2 separate regions of the Ovis aries genome follow, and region 1 is linked to region 2. The links are chromatin contacts, called in public Hi-C maps. All regions are on one chromosome and are shown on one strand. Each heading gives the region's core, a stretch centred on a gene start, on an enhancer-like site or on the middle of the called end of the contact. The rest is flanking DNA. Distances are from core to core; before and after follow the strand shown. Region 1 overlaps UCK2 (uridine-cytidine kinase 2). Region 2 holds the start of UCK2 (uridine-cytidine kinase 2).

Region 1 (2,964 bases), core at 265-2,764, 71 kb before region 2:
ATTATAAAGAGAATAGGAAAACAGGGTCTTCTCCCAAGTCAGCTCTGCCTTAAATCCAGACACTCCTACTTTCTAGACAAGGCAAAGCTAATGCGTGAATAAATGCACATGGTAAAAATCCTTTCCACCCCAGGAAAAGCCACCTTGAGCTTTCTAAATGAAATTAGGAAGGAACTCTGCTTTTACTAGAAATGGCCTTAGATACAAGATGCCCAGGTATCACTGGGAACAACAACAGAAGGTATGCACCGCCCTCCGATCACTGCCAGAGAAGCAAGAGCAAGTTCACGTCTGACCCCGCTCATGTACGTGCGTAAACACAGTGGCCTGTCCCTGATGCCGGGTGTGTAGGTATGAACCCCCTTCCAGCTCACAGCAGCAGCCAGGGCCTCCCCCACACCCACAGAGCCATGTTTGGTTACCACGTCCTAACCAAAGTATAACTGACAGAGGGAGGAGCCATGCCCTGCGCAAGGCACCCCACGAGGACTCACCGAGATTATCTGCACCTCTAGGAATGATCACGTCAGCGTATTTCTTTGTCTGTGGAGAAAGATATTTATAACACATTAGATGGATTACAGTGCATTAAAGAGAGGAGATGGCCCAAGCCCTTCTCCAAGGGAATGCGGAGAAAGGGCCAGCCTTTGCCTACTAATCCCAGAGGGCAATACTCTGTTACTTCCAATGTAATATATTTTATCCACTTTATCGAATTTATAATAGATCAGCTTTTTCCTGAGTTCTCATTAACATTCAACACTTTTTCAGCTTACAACCTGCACAATGAACATGGTCTTGGAAACTAAATATATAACTGCCTCTTCACCATTATGAAAAGCCTTAATTCGTAAAAGCCAAACTTATGAAGAAGCAGTTCACCTTGGACTTCAACAGTTTGTCTAGTCAGAAAAAGTAAGTCCCACTGATGACCATTTCCACTGGCTCTGTTATGACACAGCCTTAAAAAAAGAAAAAATAAAGCGCACAGTTTTGGGGTTTTTTAGTTTACTAAGACTTTGTGAACCATTTTACAAACTACTGTGTCCTGGTGAGGCTGTGTAAACAATGCCTTAGGACATGGGTCTTCACCCTGCGCCATGTCCATACTACAGCTGTGGAATGGCCAGAGGCCCAGCATGAACTAGGCAGACAATGTATCAGGCCCAAGCTCACACAGAGTGAGCTGCTCTTTCCTGAGCTGAGTGGCTGCACAGTGGGAACTAGTAGAAACAACCTAGAAAATACTTACTTAAAATTCTGAGTTCCACTACAACAAGTTAAACAGCAGAAAGTTGGCAGTAAACTGTAATCTATGTCCAAAAAGAATACTTTGTATTCTTATTATTAAGCTAGAAAGAGCAGAGAGGTCCTCAGATGGATGGGTAGAACTTCAGAGTGCTACAGCCACCTCTGCCTTCTCCTCAGAAACCTAATCCTATGACCCAGGCCTCTCCAGGGAATGAGCAGGGCACCAGGGTTACTCAGGCTGACTCACACAGCCTGCCTGGTTCCGGATATGAAACAAAAGTCAAGTTGGTTTTGAAGCAAAACCTACTAACATACTTGAAGAAACAAAGACAGCTTGGGATCATATTTTTCCAGCACAGAAGAAAGAAGTTAATTATTAACATTAAGAGAAGTAGAGAAATCCCCACTCTACACTACTTCCCAATAGCCCTACATGAGCCAGTCTCCCTAAAGGCATCAGCCAAGATTAGGCGAAGACCCAGCCTCTCTCACACTCCCAGGACTGAACTCTAAATTCTTAAGGAATGAGAACATGGTTTATCCAACCTGAAAAAGACGTATGATGAGGTATGAGTCTCCTGAGCTAAAATTCTTTCCAAAGCTAGGCTCTCTCCCATGCCTTCCTCTTTCACACCCCACCACTCCACCTCTTGTAACCCTGACAGCCTCCCCCAAACGTTCGCCTGACTTTCCTCAGGAAGCTGGGGTGCTTCCTAGGCTGAGGGCTGATTCACTAAAAGCTGAACACTGCCCAGTCTCTACCCTTCCTTCTGGGAAAGTCATCTCACTAGAGAGTTCCCAGCTCATGGGGAGGCCTGACGAGCCTGGGCAGAAGTACAGGAAGCCTGCTCCTCCACGGTACACCTCCCACAGGGGAACTTACATAGGGACCAATGACAAGCTCAAAATAGGACTCAAAGGGGGTGGCAGAAGAGATTCAGAAGGGAAGACTCTGCAGCTGAGGGCTCATGCACCAACATGCCAACCGCCACAAATCTTCTGAAGACCCAAGTAGTCAAGTCTATCCTTAGATACGATGCATCCTTAATAAAATGCCTCCCCATGAGCTCACCAAGCGAGAAGTATACAGCTTGCAGGACTATCGGACAGCAGGATCCTTCAGGGCCACCCCAAAAAAGAGTGGTGGGACAGAGCCCCAGGGCAGGAGACAAAGCACCAGTGACTGCCTTTCTTAGGACTCGACAGAGGAGCAGCCAGAGGGGCGAGTGAGATCCTGGCTGGGGAGCTCAACTCACAGACCTTTATTTGTTTCATTACATTTTAAACACTAAATTCAATGAAAAACAAGAACACAACTCACTGGCAAGCAGAATTCCTCAAAGGCAGGCTTGACGAATGTAATGTACTGAGATAAAATCTGCTCAAGGTCCCTCCCTCTTTCGCTGATGTCCCTTAATACTAGAAGAGAAAGAAAAACAAGAATCAAGAAAACGGTGCATGTCCACCCTTTGCGAGGCTGATCAGGATCATACAAGCTCCACGAGGACTCTGGATGAGTCACATGCCGGATTCCTGAGAGACTGGACCAACCGCCGGTCAGCAGCAGCTTTGGGGAAAAACAAGTTGCATTTTCAAGTCTTGCTACAGTCAAACTCAGCTATGACAAAACACTCTCTGAAGCAAAAGGTTTCCGGGAAAGGCCATTAATCTTCTCATTTCAAGCAACACTTGCCCCAAATAAAACTTCATTGT
Region 2 (2,981 bases), core at 93-2,592:
GTGCGCAGAATCAACTTGGAGATTGTTAAACAGCAGGGGAAACAAGTAGCCACCTTAAAGGAAGGGGAGCAAAGAAAGAAACATCTGTGAGGACTCCACCCTTCCCCACCTGCAGAAAAAGCCGGGGGTAAAGCTAGGAAAGCATATCCCTAGCTTTGCTGATCAAACAATAAAGCAGGCTGCTAAAGGGGTCAGACACCTAGAGGATGACCACTTTCCGCGGATCGAAGACGCCTACGGCCCCAGACATCTAAGAGCCCGGGGCCAGTACAACTTTCTCATTGAAGCTGACCGCGTTTCCTCTTAAAACCAGAGAGGGAGAGAGAGAGAAAAGCCCTGGGTATGATCATTACATTGATGTCACCTCGCTTATTTTGGCTCATATTTGGATTTTCCCCGGAAACCCCTGCAATCCCCGGCCCCAGCATCCAGTCCAAGCGGGGCTCCTCTTTTTCCTCTGGACGCTGCCTCGTGCTTTCTCGCAGCCGTCCGGGTAGGGCTGCGCGGCTCGCTCCGCCCTTGGCACCGGGGCTGCGCCGCTGGGCGAGCGCATCAACGCTAGGACAGGGGAAGACGGGTGTACCGCGGGGGTCGTAGAGGACCCTGCTTAAAGCCCTCTTCCCCACGTCGGACTTGCAAAACAATAAGCATCCGTTTTCTCTGCCCCTCCCCCACAGGACCCCGGCCACGAGTCACTGCCGCCCGAGGAGCGTGCCAGCCCTGCGATCGGTAGCCGGGGTACCTCTGGAACCTTGGTGGCCCGGCTCCTCGCCCGCCCGTCCCCCGCAGCGGCGCCCGTAGTCCGCGCACGGAGGACTCGGCACTGGAGCGCTGCCAGGAGCGGAGGCGCGCGGGCCACGCGGTGGCTGCAGCAACTGACACGGCCCGCGGCCGCCGGCCACATGCGCCGCCGCGGGGCCGGGACCCGGGAGGGGAACAGAAGGGAGGGGGAGAGAGCGCGGCCCCGGGGCCCCGCTGTACCTTGCCGCTGGCCGTGCCCCCGCTGACGCCGATCAGGAAGGGCTCGCCGCCGTTGGGCTGCTGGTGGTTCTGCAGGGTCTGCTCGCTATCCCCGGCCATGGCTCGCGCGGCCCCTCCTCCCGCTGCCTGTGCGAACCGACGCACGCTCCCCGCCCGCGCCCGCGCCGGGCTCCCTCTGCTTCCCGCAGCCGCCACTGGGCGCTGCCCAGGCCGAGGCTGCCGCCGCTCCCAGCTCGGAGCCCGGTGCTGCCTTTCCCTAAGGAGCGCAGAGCCTTCCTCTGCCCGCTGCGGCCGTCCCGGTTTACATCCCAGGCAGAGGTCAGCGTGATGCTGCTGCTCCAATCCGGGCGGGCAGCGCACTGCTATTCGCCGAGGCGGCGGCGAGGCGTCTGGCCCCCGCCTCCGCCCCTCCCGGGCCCGGCCGCCACCGCCCGAGGTCTCTGGGAAAGGTGTGAGCCCGACCCTCCTCCCTACCCACCCGGTTAACCCTATCAATGACGACGGCCTGCCGAGGACCAAGGGAGAAGAATGGAGCCTTCTGCGTGTTTTAATTGGGTATGCCCCCACCTATTTCAAAAGGGATAAAAAGCTAAAAGGGCAGATCAAATAATAGAGGGGATGGATGCCTCAGGTTTGAGAAGCAAAGTCAGAACAAGCTTGGAAGAGTAAGATGAAACAAAGAGTTAATGTCATTTCTCCATTATCCAGACTAAAAACTTGTGTTCTGAAAATGAATTTTTTTCCCCTCCCATTTGCCAAAATAATATTTCAGTCTCTGGCTTTTCCTCTCTTGGAAATCTCCAAACACCATCCTCTAACTTAACAGGCGACTTTCCGTAGCCCTTCTTCCGAAAGAAAGGTAATTTGAGGGGGCTCTGAGGAACGCCCTCCCTCCCGACATCAACGCCCCTTCTAACCATAGTTTGAAATCCCAAACACGGAGGTTCCTGAGGAGTTAAGGCTGTGGAAACGTTAAAACTATGCATGTCGATTTATTAATACCTTTAAGTGAAGTGGTTTAGGTGGACAGTTAGGCACTTGGTTACAAAAGACAGTAGCTGCTGGTGACCAAGAGTGGGGCCACCTCTGGAACCAGATTTCTGTATTCGCTGCAGTTCCCTGAGCAAGTCACTCAACCTCCCTTGCTCAATGTTCTCATCTGTTAAATGGGAATCATGGCAATTATATGCTAGGATTATTGTATTAAAATGAACTTTTATATTTACAGTATTTAACAGAGGGTGTGACACAGGTTCAAGCCTTTATATAAAGGCGCTGCGAGAAAAGGCCCCGAAAGGGCTGAAACTGGAGAAAAGAAGCCTTTGCTGAAGCACAGGAAAGAGAGGGAGGACTAGACTAGCCACTTCCAACCTCTGCTCCCGTGAACGCGGGACTGGCATCAGTGAGCTCCAGGCCCTACCATCTAAAGAAGAACTCAAGTCTATTGCATTCTCTTTCAAAACTTAGTAAATTATCTTAAATTCAGAATTACTTTGAAAAAATTACTAAAGAAAATTAAGAGTATTCGAAAAAAACAGATATTCTTTTCATTTTTTAAATATTTAAGGATACCATCCCCAACCAAACTCCACAGCTCAGACAAGAAACTAAGCTGGGGAGAGGAGCTTCTTGGAATCCAGAGGCAGGCATTTGGGAGAGGTTAGCAAGAAGGCTTATCAGATTGCTGAGGGGTGTGTGGTTAAGTGCTGCTTCTCCTACAAGTTCTTCTCTCAGTGAAAAGATAACGATCTTTTAGGATTATGGCAGAGCTTTTCAGAGCCAAGAAAGGCTTTTCAGAGCCAAGAAAGGCCAACTGGAATTTGGAACTTGATGGACTCATAGCTAAGGGGATATTAGGTAATTGAGAGGAAGAAGAATAAAACAATGCCACATTTTCCATGAACTTTTCCCAAATTCCCATCTTCTTTATCATTCCAATAACTCTTTTCTACAACATTGTAATCATAAAAATTTTCAAACTTAAAGTTGAAAGATTTTAC

Evidence for each region. Hi-C and Micro-C count contacts between places; a contact is called where the count stands out from the background.
Region 1: a contact with region 2 is called in a Hi-C map of tail adipose tissue, with 2.8 times the contacts expected there. The contact joins the enhancer-like site here to the promoter of UCK2 in region 2. A contact is called at or near these places in 3 of 16 Hi-C or Micro-C datasets (hypothalamus, skin fibroblasts and tail adipose tissue).

What each region holds. Positions count from the first base shown.
Region 1 is chr1:117,981,296-117,984,259 of ARS-UI_Ramb_v3.0, reverse strand. It overlaps UCK2 (uridine-cytidine kinase 2), which reads right to left. Exons shown (of 7, transcript XM_027977701.3): 5 at 2,573-2,670; 6 at 495-543. Among named protein-coding and RNA genes, the nearest start is that of UCK2, 71 kb to the right of the region's middle. Within about 2 kb of position 1,514, at least 13 of the 54 cell types and tissues checked have an H3K27ac peak or open chromatin away from gene starts, as enhancers often do. A contact at or near this core is called in tail adipose tissue, where this site is marked.
Region 2 is chr1:117,910,202-117,913,182 of ARS-UI_Ramb_v3.0, reverse strand. It overlaps UCK2 (uridine-cytidine kinase 2), which reads right to left and starts at 1,342. Exons shown (of 7, transcript XM_027977701.3): 1 at 982-1,342. The coding sequence starts at 1,080.